Linked DNA regions of Zea mays: regions 1 and 2 are each linked to region 3. The links are chromatin contacts, called in public Hi-C maps. All regions are on one chromosome and are shown on one strand. The core of a region is the stretch at or near the end of the contact, and the rest is flanking DNA. Distances in the headings are between cores, read along the strand shown.

Evidence for each region. A called contact is a pair of places that touch in the nucleus more often than the background predicts.
Region 1: a Hi-C map of leaf shows a contact between it and region 3, with 2.4 times the contacts expected there. The contact joins the promoter of LOC100285213 here to the promoter of LOC100193889 in region 3. A contact is called at or near these places in 8 of 25 Hi-C or Micro-C datasets (ear, endosperm, leaf and 2 more).
Region 2: a contact with region 3 is called in a Hi-C map of ear, with 1.9 times the contacts expected there. The contact joins the promoter of LOC100281415 here to the promoter of LOC100193889 in region 3. A contact is called at or near these places in 2 of 25 Hi-C or Micro-C datasets (ear and tassel).

The regions. Positions count from the first base shown.
Region 1 is chr8:91,924,853-91,929,308 of Zm-B73-REFERENCE-NAM-5.0, reverse strand. LOC100285213 (heat shock 70 kDa protein 4) reads right to left here and starts at 1,851. Exons shown (of 10, transcript NM_001158107.1): 1 at 1,639-1,851; 2 at 85-1,311. The coding sequence starts at 1,254.
Region 2 is chr8:91,798,048-91,802,397 of Zm-B73-REFERENCE-NAM-5.0, reverse strand. LOC100281415 (heat shock 70 kDa protein 4) reads left to right here and starts at 1,473. Exons shown (of 10, transcript NM_001154333.2): 1 at 1,473-1,559; 2 at 1,824-3,052. The coding sequence starts at 1,883.
Region 3 is chr8:92,208,950-92,213,419 of Zm-B73-REFERENCE-NAM-5.0, reverse strand. LOC100193889 reads left to right here and starts at 2,175. Exons shown (of 3, transcript NM_001138966.1): 1 at 2,175-2,780; 2 at 4,433-4,470. The coding sequence starts at 2,463.

The DNA of each region.
Region 1 (4,456 bases), core at 602-3,101, 280 kb after region 3:
AGTCTATCATATAGACCGGCACTAGAATAATCTAACCCTGCCATAGCTTAAAACAACATAGGAAGAAAAAAAATGAGATTATACCTGGAATTCCCGCACTTTGAAAGTGGGGCTGAGAATAGCACACTGGAGAGCACAGCCCCGCGCAACACACTCGCTTGCATTCATGGTTCGTCTCGGCTCCTTCCCAAAAAAATCAGTGATTATCTTGATTATGGCTGGAACACGAGAACCAGATCCGACAACCTCAACAAAGTGCACATTTTCAGTTGTCAAGCCAGCTTCAGCCAAGGCCTTCTCCAAGGGTCCTTTGACACGTACCAGCACAGGTGCACTGATGTGTTCAAACTCCTCTCTCTTAATAAACCCTCTCACATCTTTCTCATCCATCAAGCACTCAATGTTCAGTGGGGCCTCTGGGTTGGCGCTCAGCATCTTCTTAAGCTTCTCACACGCCACACGCAACCTAAGGCATGCACGGGCATTCTGGTAAACATCAATCTTATATTCTTCTTTGAACTTCGCCGCGAAGTGCTTGAAGAGGGCCTCATCGAAGTCCCTCCCACCAAGAGAACGGTCATATGCATGCGAAAGCATCTTGAGCTGTCCCTTCTTGTAACCGACAATGCTGACCTGCAAGCTAGCATGGCCGACATCAACAAATGCAACGTTTAGCTGGTCATGCTCCGGGAGGTCAGTCTTATAAATGCCATAAGCCAATGCCGTGGCAGTTGTCTCATGAAATAGCTGCAACGGCGTGAGGCCTGCAATAGTAGCAGCATCAAGAACAGCCCTGCGCTGCAAATCACTGAAGTACACAGGGATGCCAATGCAGCAATCAACAACCGCAGTCTTAAGGTTCCCCTCAGCAATGCCCTTCAGATTGGACAGCACCATGGCAAGCAGCTGGGTGGGGGTAAACGTCCGCTCCTCGCCCAGGAACCGCACATGTACCAAGGGAAATCCATCGGGGCCCTCCGTGACACGGAACGGGAAGGACGCGAGATCACTCTGGAGCTCGGGGTCGGAGAACTTGCGGCCGAGCAGGCGCTTGATCTGAGAAATGGAGTTTTTGGGGTTCATGGTTGAGGACGCGGCGCCCGCCGTACCGATGAACCGCTGCTTGTCCCCGAAGCAGACGATGGCGGGTGTCTCGCGTTTGGACTCATCGTTGAGGACCACGTCGATGCCGCGCTGCCGCGCGACTGCCACAATGCAGCTCTCATTGCCGAGATCGAATCCCACAACGCTCATCTTCGGTTCACCCTCAGCCGCTGACCACTACAGAATAGATCTGATCACAATCAATCCCTGCAAACAGCAGCCAGATCTAGCAGTTAGGTCCGCTAGCCGCATCACAATAATTATTGGCATATAACCGTGAAACCGTCAACCGTGTCCTCCTCGGCCACAGAAATGATGTACAGAGGAAATCGATTTTTCAATCCAAAAGCGCCACTAAACCCGACCTAAAACCACTGAAACCCCCAAATCCCAACCCTCGGCTAAATCTAAAAAAACATATATAAAACGCGGTTTTAAAACGCTAAAAAGAATCCGAAGGCAGAGAAAACTGCATGATTATGTAGGTCGACCGGGAGGACGCAGAGACCGGAAGGCGGAGAGATCGAATGGTACCTGTGGCGGCGCGGGGCAGGCCGTGCCGGCGCCGGGGCCGTTGGAGACTTCCTGAAGCTCGGTCCTAGCAAGCAGCGGCGCCTCGACTTCTCGCGTCGTCGTCGTCGTCGTCGTCGTCGTCGTCTCTACGAGAGCTTTCGCGAGGGAAGGCGGGGATATATCTCACCGAGTACGAGGGGCGGGGCGCCGTGCTGCACTGCTGTGTGGTGTGGGTGTGGCGGTGTGGCCGTGAACGTTCTAGGAGTTGCCAGAGATACTGTTCGTTCTTCGGACTGACGTGTTGGCCCAGGTTCTGTTCATTCTTTCGTCTGACGTGTTCGGCCCGCGCTCGCAGGAAGCAGGTCACAATAGAACGTTCTGGGCTCTTCACGACTCACTAGTAAAGTGCTCGCGGTCCGCGCGAGCCCCCGTTTCTTGACGTGTTTACATAAGATACAAAATCTTATTGCTTAGAGAGGTATATATACATATATAATTGTTTGAAGTAGTAGAGTAGTTTAGGTCGTAAATAATATAACATGAGCAGTGTGAACGCTATCTTACATTGATATTGTGTGTAGCTTACCTTATGCCTTTAGTGAAATCTGCTCGAGCTATCTTCATACTGAATTAGAACTCTATAGTTTTTTAGTATGCTGTGATAACTGGCAAGGAAATTATTATAATATATATAAACTAAAAAAACACCTCAACAAAAGGTGTGTCTAGCAATAAAAGAGCATATGCCATGCTTAGTTAGTCTTTGTGCATAAAGTGAGCTACAATTGTCTATGAGGACAAAAAAATGATTTCAATTAGGAAGGATGAATAGTAATGATAACTTACATGCTAAATGAAAAAGATTTTTTTTGAAACCCTGCAGGTCAATAGATTAGTTGATAAAAGAAGAAGAGCATTTAGCATATCCATTCTACAGGCTTGTTGAGAACAATATAATTGAGAAACCCTTTCTTTAATCTATCAGTTGAAGCCTTAAGGATCTCTTTATAGTGTTTCCCATAATTACAATTCCTGTAGTTTGCAAATTGGAACTGCGGAAATATGAAACTTTCATCAGGCGTATGTTCAAATAAGAGTTATAAAGTCACTTGTTCATATGAAGAAACCTGAAGGAAAAAACCCCAACCTTGATAGGAGGCAGGAGCTGTGCATAAAAGAAGAGGTTTCACCCATTCATTTTATGCTGGACAAATGAATGACTCACAAACCCAAGAAAGCAAAATACAGCTTGGTTTATTAGCATTCGAAGTCGTAATGAGTATGCAACTGAACAATTTGGGTGATTCTTGGTTGATATAGTTGTATCGATGTTTATACATGTTGACATGCATACGTATATACAAGGATAACACATTTGATCTATGAATCTGTGTCAGTGTTGCTATAGTTTATAAAAAGCAATTATATATTTGTTTTCTCAGCATCCAAAGTCAATATGAGTAATGAACTTAGACCCTTTTTGGAAAACCCAGTTTTTAAAAAACCAGTTTTTTAAGAGACCAGCTCCTTGATTTTAAAAAACCGAGAATCTAATTTCTATAAACTGAGTCATAAACTGGTATGCTTGGAACCTCCTTAATTTTTATAAACCAGTTTTTTTAAAAAAAAATTATTGCTATCAAACAGAGTTTTAGTAATCTAAATATTTCGTGTATCATGATGAAGATGTATGTATGCATGTAGATATAATCATTACAAATTGCGTTTATTGTATACGCATTTATCGATGGAATCTAAAAGTTTTGCAAAGAATATATATTGGAAAATGCAGTAAGGGAATAAGTGAATACAGACAGTCAAATAATTCTGTAATGTTCCTTGTCCTGTTATTATTCCTGTAAGCCATTTTCTCCTTACTCACCGAAGTGCAAATGACACTATAGAACTTTAGTTGGGTTCAGATTTAACAAATTTCTGTAATGTGCTTATAGACATCTCTAAATTCACAACAGAAAATATGGAAATGGTAGATTCTAGAGCATTTTCAAGCCACGTGTATGTATTCTTCATGTCTAATCACTTCAGAGAGAGAATGTACCAATACGAAAAAAGTGAAGGTCACAAAAACCTGTAGCTTTGATTATAAACGGGGGAAAAACGACCAGGAAAAAAATCAAAACCGAAGTCACATATTTAATTTGCAACCTGGAACAACCGAATCGTAAAAAGTTAATATGAAAAGTTAATATGGATGGCAGTGGCACACATATCTTTTTCGCAGTTGGTACGCGATAGGATGAAGCAGATGCAGACGGTGAGCCATGCAGTGGTGCGAATTGAGGACGCGGCGCGGAGCAGCGGCAAATCGCGGTCGGTAATGCCGAAGCCTGGAGCGGTGGAGCCGGGGACTTGAAGGACGCGGCAGTGCAGCGCGAAGACTCACGGTCGCGGAGACAGCGAGACTCGGAGGTCGGAGCGGTGGAGCGAGGAGCCGGAACAGGATGGACGCGGTGGACTCGTGGCTGTGGAGACGGCCAGACGGGGGCGCTGCGGCGTGGTTACTCTTACTCAGCTAGGGGGAGGAGGGGATATCTACCGGCGCTTTCATGGACTGTTCTTTTTTTTCCCTCTTCCCTGGCCTTCGTTTGCCGTCGCGAACCATCGCGTGGCTGTTCGGGGACCGTTTCTGTGGCGACACGCGCAGAGAGGTTCTAGGCGTCGTTCAAATCTAATCGAACGGCTGAAAATTCTAGAGGTGACGTGGATATCTTCAGAGCTCGTCATTCCTCCCTGCTTTAATATATAGAAATGTACTAACGTAGGTCGTCGAATTGTGCGAGAAATTTGCTATTATGAAAGTCCGCTGGTGCGGCTTCGA
Region 2 (4,350 bases), core at 224-2,723, 410 kb after region 3:
AGCCTAATATGCATTAGTATATAAACTGAAGCCTCGTGTCTTTAGGTGACAAATTATAACATAAATGGCCATTGTAACCATATGCTCTTTTCAATGACAAGTGGTCTAAAGTCTTAAACAACATCGGATGTAGCTAAATGTACACTATTAGAGCAATTCCAGTAGTTATCTAACAGACTTCCTAAATCAACAATTTAAGTAGTTAACACAAAAACTCATCTCCAACAGTTCTCTAAATGAACTTTCTAAATTTAACAACTTCTCATCTAACCTTATTTCCTCTCTACATTTGGCAACCATTTAGCAAAGTCCCTAAACAAAAATGTTTACTGCATTATGTAGATAATGAAGGTAATTGATGACATTGTGACTTTATTTTTTATGTGGATAGATACAAAACAAAACTACAACCTATATTTAGAGAACTATTGGAGAACTCACATTTTTTTACTTCCAAAGTTATTTAGCAATTTCTTAAATCTGTGATTTAGAGAGCTAAAATTTACATAACTATTAGAGTTGCTCTTAGCAACCAAACAACAATAGAATGTTGTCTCTCTATATCTATTTGTTTTACGTTATTATCCTGCCAATCAATCACCAGTCAAACATCAATATCATTCCTATTTGTATTAAATTATGAGTTTCCGTTAGTATTTCCGTTTCTGTTCGTTTTCGCAATTCCGTTTATCCCGCTCCCATTTCCATTCCCGACTATTCCAGACCCGATCCCGTTTCCGATGATAAAATGCGTATACGGAAATGGGAGATGGGTTTTTCCGTCCGTTTTCGTCCATTTTCATCCCTAAGTATAGTCTACAGTGCGTTGCACGTATGTATGCACATTATGGTGGAGATGGCGTTCGTTGCTAGGAATTCAGTTTTATTGGTTTTGCGGTTTATTCGTTGTCAAAAAAGTTTGGTGTTTGAAAAATGGAAACCAAACTTTTTGTCCAGGAATAAAAAAACTGCACAATTTGGTGTTTGATTTTTTGGTTTGGTGTTTGGTATTACCATAGTCACCAGACAAGTAGCAAATTAAACTACAAACATAAAATTGTATAAAGAACATAACGATAATTTATCAATAAGTACCTAATAAAATTGAATAAACAATTTAATGTTGAATAGTTCTTAAAAAATTAAAATGATATGAGTATAGGGTTTAAGACTTTATATGAACTGCTTGTTGGACGTCAAGGGATAGGTTTGCTAAATTTTGGTATTCTGGTATATTTGATGTGCGAATATTGAAAACCGTACTAAATACCTAACACCAAAATACCAAATAGAGTTAAATGCCTAACACCAAATAGAGTTAAAAAGTTGTTTGGTTCGTGTGGTGTTTGGTTTGGTAATTTTTTGCCCACCCCGGCGTGAGGTTTCCCGTCCACGTTCTAGAAGATTCTCGTCTACATTGGCCAATCCGCGGCACACACCGTATATCACTGCGTCCTCACTCCTCTCCGGCTCTCCCCTTCTCGCCAAAGGGGAAGCCCTGCCCGTACTTCCGTTGCGGCGCTACGAGCTTCGACGGGCCTCGATCTCCACCTCTGAAGGTACGATCGGATTCTCCATGCCTCCTTACTAGATTGTTAGGTTAATGTTTAGATGTTTTTTTGCGGCGGGTTTGGACCCGTCGACTGGGACAGCGGGTTTGTAGTCGTCGGCTGGGGTTCGCATTGCATTCGGTGAAGAATTCATAACTATTCGCTTTGATGCGTAAAATTCTTGGTTTCGGCGTTCTTGTCTTAAGATTCACGCAAGAATCCGTTGCTTCTCTGACCTGCCTAACCAGTAGATCTCTGGCTTTTGCGATGCAGTGACTACTTGTGATCTAGATCTGAAGCTGTAGTGGTCAGCAGCTTAGTGTGAATCGAAGATGAGCGTGGTGGGGTTCGACCTCGGCAATGAGAGCTGTATCGTGGCGGTTGCGCGGCAGCGTGGCATCGACGTGGTTCTCAACGAGGAGTCCAAGCGCGAGACACCCGCCATCGTTTGCTTCGGGGACAAGCAGCGGTTCATCGGCACCGCCGGCGCCGCGTCCTCCACCATGAACCCCAAAAACTCCATCTCTCAGATTAAGCGCCTGCTCGGCCGCAAGTTCTCAGATCCCGAGCTGCAGCGCGATCTCGCCTCCTTCCCATTCCGAGTCACGGAGGGCCCCGATGGTTTTCCCCTGGTCCATGTACGGTACCTGGGCGAGGAGCGGACGTTCACCTCCACCCAGCTGCTTGCCATGGTGCTGTCCAATTTGAAGGGCATTGCTGAGGGTAACCTGAATGCCGCAGTTGTTGATTGTTGCATTGGTATCCCGGTCTACTTCACAGATCTGCAGCGCAGGGCTGTTCTTGATGCTGCTACTATTGCGGGTCTCCGGCCATTGCGATTGTTCCATGAGACGACAGCCACTGCTCTGGCATATGGTATTTATAAGACTGATCTCCCAGAGAATGACCAGTTGAATGTTGCATTTGTCGATATCGGTCATGCAAGCATGCAGGTTAGTGTTGTCGGTTACAGGAAGGGACAGCTCAAGATGTTGTCCCATACATACGACCGGTCTCTTGGTGGGAGGGACTTCGATGAGGCCCTGTTTAAGCACTTTGCAGCTAAATTTAAAGAGGAATATAAGATTGATGTGTACCAGAATGCGCGGGCATGTATTAGGTTGCGTGTGGCATGTGAGAAACTTAAGAAGGTGCTGAGTGCCAACCCAGAGGCCCCACTGAACATTGAGTGCTTGATGGATGAAAAGGATGTGCGGGGTTTTATCAAGAGGGAGGAGTTTGAACAGATCAGTGCCTCTGTGCTGGAACGCGTGAAAGGGCCACTGGAGAAGGCCTTGGCTGAAGCTGGGTTGACTACTGAAAATGTGCACTTTGTTGAGGTTGTCGGATCTGGTTCTCGTGTTCCGGCTATAATCAAGATAATTACTGATTTTTTTGGGAAGGAACCAAGACGTACCATGAATGCAAGCGAGTGTGTTGCGCGAGGATGCGCTCTTCAATGTGCTATTCTCAGCCCCACTTTCAAAGTGCGAGAATTCCAGGTATTAGCTCCTCAGCTTACCTATGTATATCTGTTTTAAGCTAATATGGATTGGATTATACCAGACTACTCTATATCTTAAACTGCTGTCTATGCTTGAAGTTTGAACGTGTGCCATCTGGATACTAAAAATTTGAAACATGTGTGCAACTGGAACTGCTAATTGACGCGAAATAGACCACAGCAGTCGTGTCAACAATCAAAAAGTCTCACCCTTTTTTTCTTTCATCAACGTTGTCTTCACCTTTCTAGATATTCTTATTGCACACCGGTTTTTTCCCCTGCGTTCTTTTCCTAGAACTAATGTTGATATATGCTATTGTTTAACCTGAAAATCCTGCTTATGATAACCATCATTATGGAGTCTGTTTTAGAGTTTGAAGATAGTATTTGTTTTTGTGTGTTGTCCCTTCTTTTGCATTACAAACGCTACACATTTCATTTCTATAAATTGGTGTTTAGTGGAGCAGCCATTATGGGTCTGTTTGGTTGCCTGGCTACCACCCTAGACAAGCTGCAATAATGCACCATAGTTTGTTTGGTTACCTAAACCCTAGCCAGGCCCTAGTAGTGCAGAAGGGGGTGCTAGCCTGGCTAAGTTAGTACATCAGATTTGAGCGTTTCCAGCTGGTTAGGCTATGCCAGTGCAGAATCTTCTGTGCACAGAAATTGAAATACCTTTTCAACTAGCTCTTTTGCTAAATCTCTTAATTAAATATCTTATCATCAAGCCAATATCATATTTATGCCCTTGACACCAAACTAGACCAGTCTTGCCATATAAATTTTGAAATATGAGTTTTTAAATACACAATAGACTAGACCAAAAACAAACAACCAAACAGACTCTAACCCAACCTATGTGGCCTCGCTATTAGAACCAAACAGACTCTAACCCAACTCAGGTGGTCTGACCATTAGAACCAAACAGACCCACCCTGCATTACACTAGCATGGCCACACATAACCTGGTCTAGAAATCTAGCCAAGTCAGGGCTACGAAAGCAGCCAAACAGACCCTATATGTACTTGTATTTGATTTATGTTGGCTAGAAACAACCACTTAACTAGTAAGTGCATATTTCCCAGGGTGTCTAATATTTGCTTGCACCTAAATTTGCAGTACTATTCAATGAATATGGTCTGGGTTTTCCTGGTTTGTTTTTAATACTAATAACAAAAAGGACTATTTGATCTCAATGATCTTGTCTGGTTAAAGTGTTATTAAGTGTTCTTAAATTACAAATTCATCTAGGCTTTGTTTGTCACAGCTGCTTGTTCAACTTATCTGAGAAGCTG
Region 3 (4,470 bases), core at 926-3,425:
AGAATTCGGTGAAATGTGTACGAATAGTTCAGATAATTAGAGACATACGCGAGCGAGAAATAGAAATTCTTACTGAGCATCCGAGATTAGGATAAATCTCCCGATATAACGCGAAATAGACACCTGGGGTGTCACACTGTTTTCCTCTGAAGCCACACAGAGGATGTGTTGCATCATGTATCTTGTCCTCTTGCTCTTGCATTTATCTGAAAGCCTTTGCAAAGATAATATCTGCTACACTGCTTGTATCCTACAGGACATTGTGGACCAAGAATCCTTTTATGACGTAGGATATAATCATGGCATCATTGTGGGGGTAATCCTTGAGCTGAAGGTCCGCTTGAGAGAATGTGATTGGCACATGAGACCATTTAGATTTGATGTAGGGTCCTTGCACTCCAACATGTTTTACCCTTCTTTGGGCCTCCTTCTTCTGTTTCTTGTTGGCTGGTTGAAGCTTGAACCGCATGTGATAGGAAGAACGAGCTTCGTCACCGAAGGTGGTAAAGCTTGATGACTTTGCGAAGCCATCGTTGTAATCGTGAAAGTGAGTTCACCGGAGGTGAGCGCTAATGTTGTTTACTTGTTTCGATTGATGTGAACCAAAAACAAGACAACATAAATATTAAACGTTAAGGACCTTCGTCCTTCGAAGCATTATCCTCTTTTAGGGATAATGAATCTCGGACGAAGGTCATGAAAAACAAGTCTTTATTATTCATAGATATAATATTACAATGTAACATTATAACAATTACTCATTTCATATCACTTGTCAGAACGATGTTACAATCTGTATTGTATATTAATAAAGTGATACAAAATACATATTACATTTGTACCTTCGACTTGCTCGAAGAAGAGAATGCATATACAACCTTTCTAATGCACCGTGAATAGTACGGGGGTACTGCTCATCTATTTATAGGCATGTTACGCAGCCCAAGCAAAAGTACAATTATGACCTTGATATCTATGCATTGCTCTAATACAAAGCTTAAGGATAAACATGTCTTTTCCTTGCTGGCTCAACTTCATGTATGACCTTCGTGATCATCTTAAGTCGAAGCTTCGCTATATTTCTTGCGCGTATGTTACAACTTCAGCGCTTAGTTCCTTTGATTACAAACAGTTCTTTCATCCTGAGGACCTTCGGCAGAGAAGGAGACCCCCAACAATATGTATATAAGGAGCTAGCGTGCTTGAGAGATCATCTTAGCCGGTGTCACCCCTCTCTCTTGGCTTGTGGATGCTGAAGATGTCACCTTCATTCTCTCATTGTGTGTATGGTGCTAGCATACCAGTGTCACAACATTTTATCCCCTCATGTATGGATACCTTAGAGACACTGCTGATGTTGCTGCGGTGTTGATGAGTAACGAAGTTGAGGAGGATGAGTAATATGTGATGATTTTACACTACTTTCACTACACTGAGACATTCTTCTTCCATTACACTGCTTATCTAATAGTAATCATTCATAATTTTCTACTCGCATATTATCGATCTTTGTTGAACGTGGTAGATATGTTAGTGGGTACTGTACATATTTTCCAACCCGGACATATAGTTGAGAGAATAGAGACAAAAACACACATAAAATTGGTTTTAAATATATGGCTCATCTATACAACTACTTAGGCTATGGTCAACAGATTATGTATGTGGCCGTGTAAAACAATATTTTACAATTTAAAATAGGAGATGATAATGACTAAAAGCTATCGAAGATAGCCTTACAAGTTTAGATAGGAGGCAAGCTACATGCGCTGTTTGTTTTAGCTTCTGGTCACCAGAATCGGCTTCTGATAGCCAAACACTTTGCTTCTCAGCCTGTTTATGTGAGAATCATTTCCGTCAAAATTGTCCAACAACGTGAATACAAAAAATGTTAAGTCGTCCTAGACCATCATCTTTCTTCATGCGACATCCAAATTCTTATGACAAATAGATTATTTAGAAATATAGACTCTCACCAAAACATTTCAGAAAAAGTTGTCCCAACAGGTGCATAGTATGGTAGAAACGCGCTAGAACGATGAAGCGTAACAGTGAGTGCTGCAATGCAAATGTTAACAGAAGTTTTGTATAACACTAGCCGTCCGACTCACTCAACACCACAACAGCTACAACTACAAACGCCTGCTGCAGGCCGCTTCCTTCCCCTGCCTGCTGTCTACTCGCGGATAATTTTGCAGGTAACCTCTCGTCTCTCCCGAGCACAGCAAATCCATCAATCCAACAGACCAACACAAACCCAACCTGCCCCCGGCCGATCGCGCAAACCCTAGCGCCGTCGCCTCCCTCTCGGTTCTACACCGTCCTCTCCAGCCTCGCCCGCGTGCACCGCAGATCAGGGGACGTACGTCGCCCGCGCGCACCGCAGATCAGGCAACGTACGTCGCCCGCCGGAGATCGGAATTCTGTATTTTTTTCCTTCTGTGCTCGCGGCTGCTACGGCGATGGCGGGCGGCGGGAGCAGGCGCGCCGGCGCGGCGGAGCAGCCGAAGATCGGCAGCGGCAACGTCTTCGCCGCGCTCGAGACGCTTAAGAAGAAGAAGAAGCCGGCGGACAAGGGGGCCAAGCCCGCCGCCAGGGAGGACCCCAAGCCAGAGGTCTTCTGGGCGCCCGCACCGCTCACCGCCAAGTCCTGGGCCGACGTCGAGGACGACGACGATGACGACTATTTCGCCACCACCGCGCCGCCTCCCAGGCCCGTCTGGGGGGACGCCCACCGCGACGCTGCCAAGGACCAGCACGACGCGCCCGCACTGGAAGAGGTCCATCTCGCCTGAATTTCATCCCGTTTTCTTTCTCTTTTCATTGAGCTTTGTGGATAGCTGAGTCTCACAATGCGTCTTTCCAGGATTTTCTTTTCTTTTTATTGTTATACTAAGTCTATGTTTATGTTTTATATATGTACTCTTGATGGTGGTATGTAGAATGATCTTGAAGACAATTGCCCGCAGGTGCTAATTTTAGTATCGTCTTCGAGTGGTTTCATGGAATAAGATCTGCCTAGTGGGTCATAGGTATCTTGCACTGAGTTGGATGTTGAATGATAAGACTATGTTGTCGATATCGGTTATCCAAACATTGCTAGCCATTATATCCTGGGGACATTTGAATTAACGGTTTACACAGAAAGCAACTAATAGATTGTGGTTTCAGATTACTAGATTTCGAAGAATTATAATCCTTGGTACATGAACCGACATGTTAAATTTCTATCAAAATTCCTGCTGTTATAGCCATAACATCGTAAGGTTAGTTGATAATTACGCACATACGGGAAGTCAAAAAATAGAAGTTTGACGTTAATGGAAATGGGGATACTTCTCTTTTCGGAAAAAGAGCTTAAGAAGGTCATCGGATAGGGAATCAACAACACGTGGTGGGCTCTATGGTAACAAAAGCAACTTTCAATGTCCTAAGAAATCTAGAAATTCTTATGCTTGCTGCTGTAATCGTGGCATTGTAATGCTTGCTTAGAATTGCACAGATATTGGTAGTGGAGAAGTTTGTGATACAAATAAATAACTCTATAAAAACCACAGAATCAGATAGGGAACAAGCAAAGCTAGTGGGCTCCATGGACACAAAAGCAAATCAGTGTCCTTGGGCAGTCAAGCTCTAGTTACAGATAGATTGGATTGCTGGATTAGTGCCACCTGCCTACTTTGGATATGCAACTAAAATATCTTCACAAGGGTATACACTTTTATCTTAGCATGTGGCCTTATTGATTCCTTGATTCTTGCCTTTTTGTTAGTACCTTCAGAAATCTAAATGCTCTACTGCATATGATTTTAATGAAAATAAAGCAGGTTGAGGAAACAACTTTGTACACATTGGTTACTATTATGAAATAGTGTCTGTGTCTCTCATCCATATTGTTTGACCATTTGTGAACATTGCTGTCTTATTGTGATATTGTCGATTGTGTCTAGCATCTGCTACTATGTTATCTAGAAAAGCCAAAACCTCTTATAATTTGGAATGGAGGGAGTGTATGTTGTCATGCTAGATGTTTGGTTTAGGGCATCATAAAAAAGCCACTACTGGGTTGTTCTTGTTCTTTTTTCAAAATAGAGCGCTGCTACACGTACGACTCTACTGGTAGACTCAGGTATGACTTGTGTCATCTAATGGCTTATTATTCATTAGTTCAGAACAAGAGGCAACAACAGATGTAGATTAATGTTGGTCTTACTCAAGTTGTACGGGTGGGTCATATGTAAAACATTTCTGTTCAAAATATGTTGTTGGAGCATATTGTTCTGCATTTGTTAAGTACTTTTGCCTTCCATTTCATACATCGACTGAGCTTATTTTGTCACCTTTTCATGCGTTCCAGTTTAGATCTATATTATGTCATATTCGTACCTGAATATACTATGTTCTCTCTCTAAATGCTTCTTCCACATTGCAGGAGATTGAGAGTGAAGATGATGGCCTTGATGATGAGGT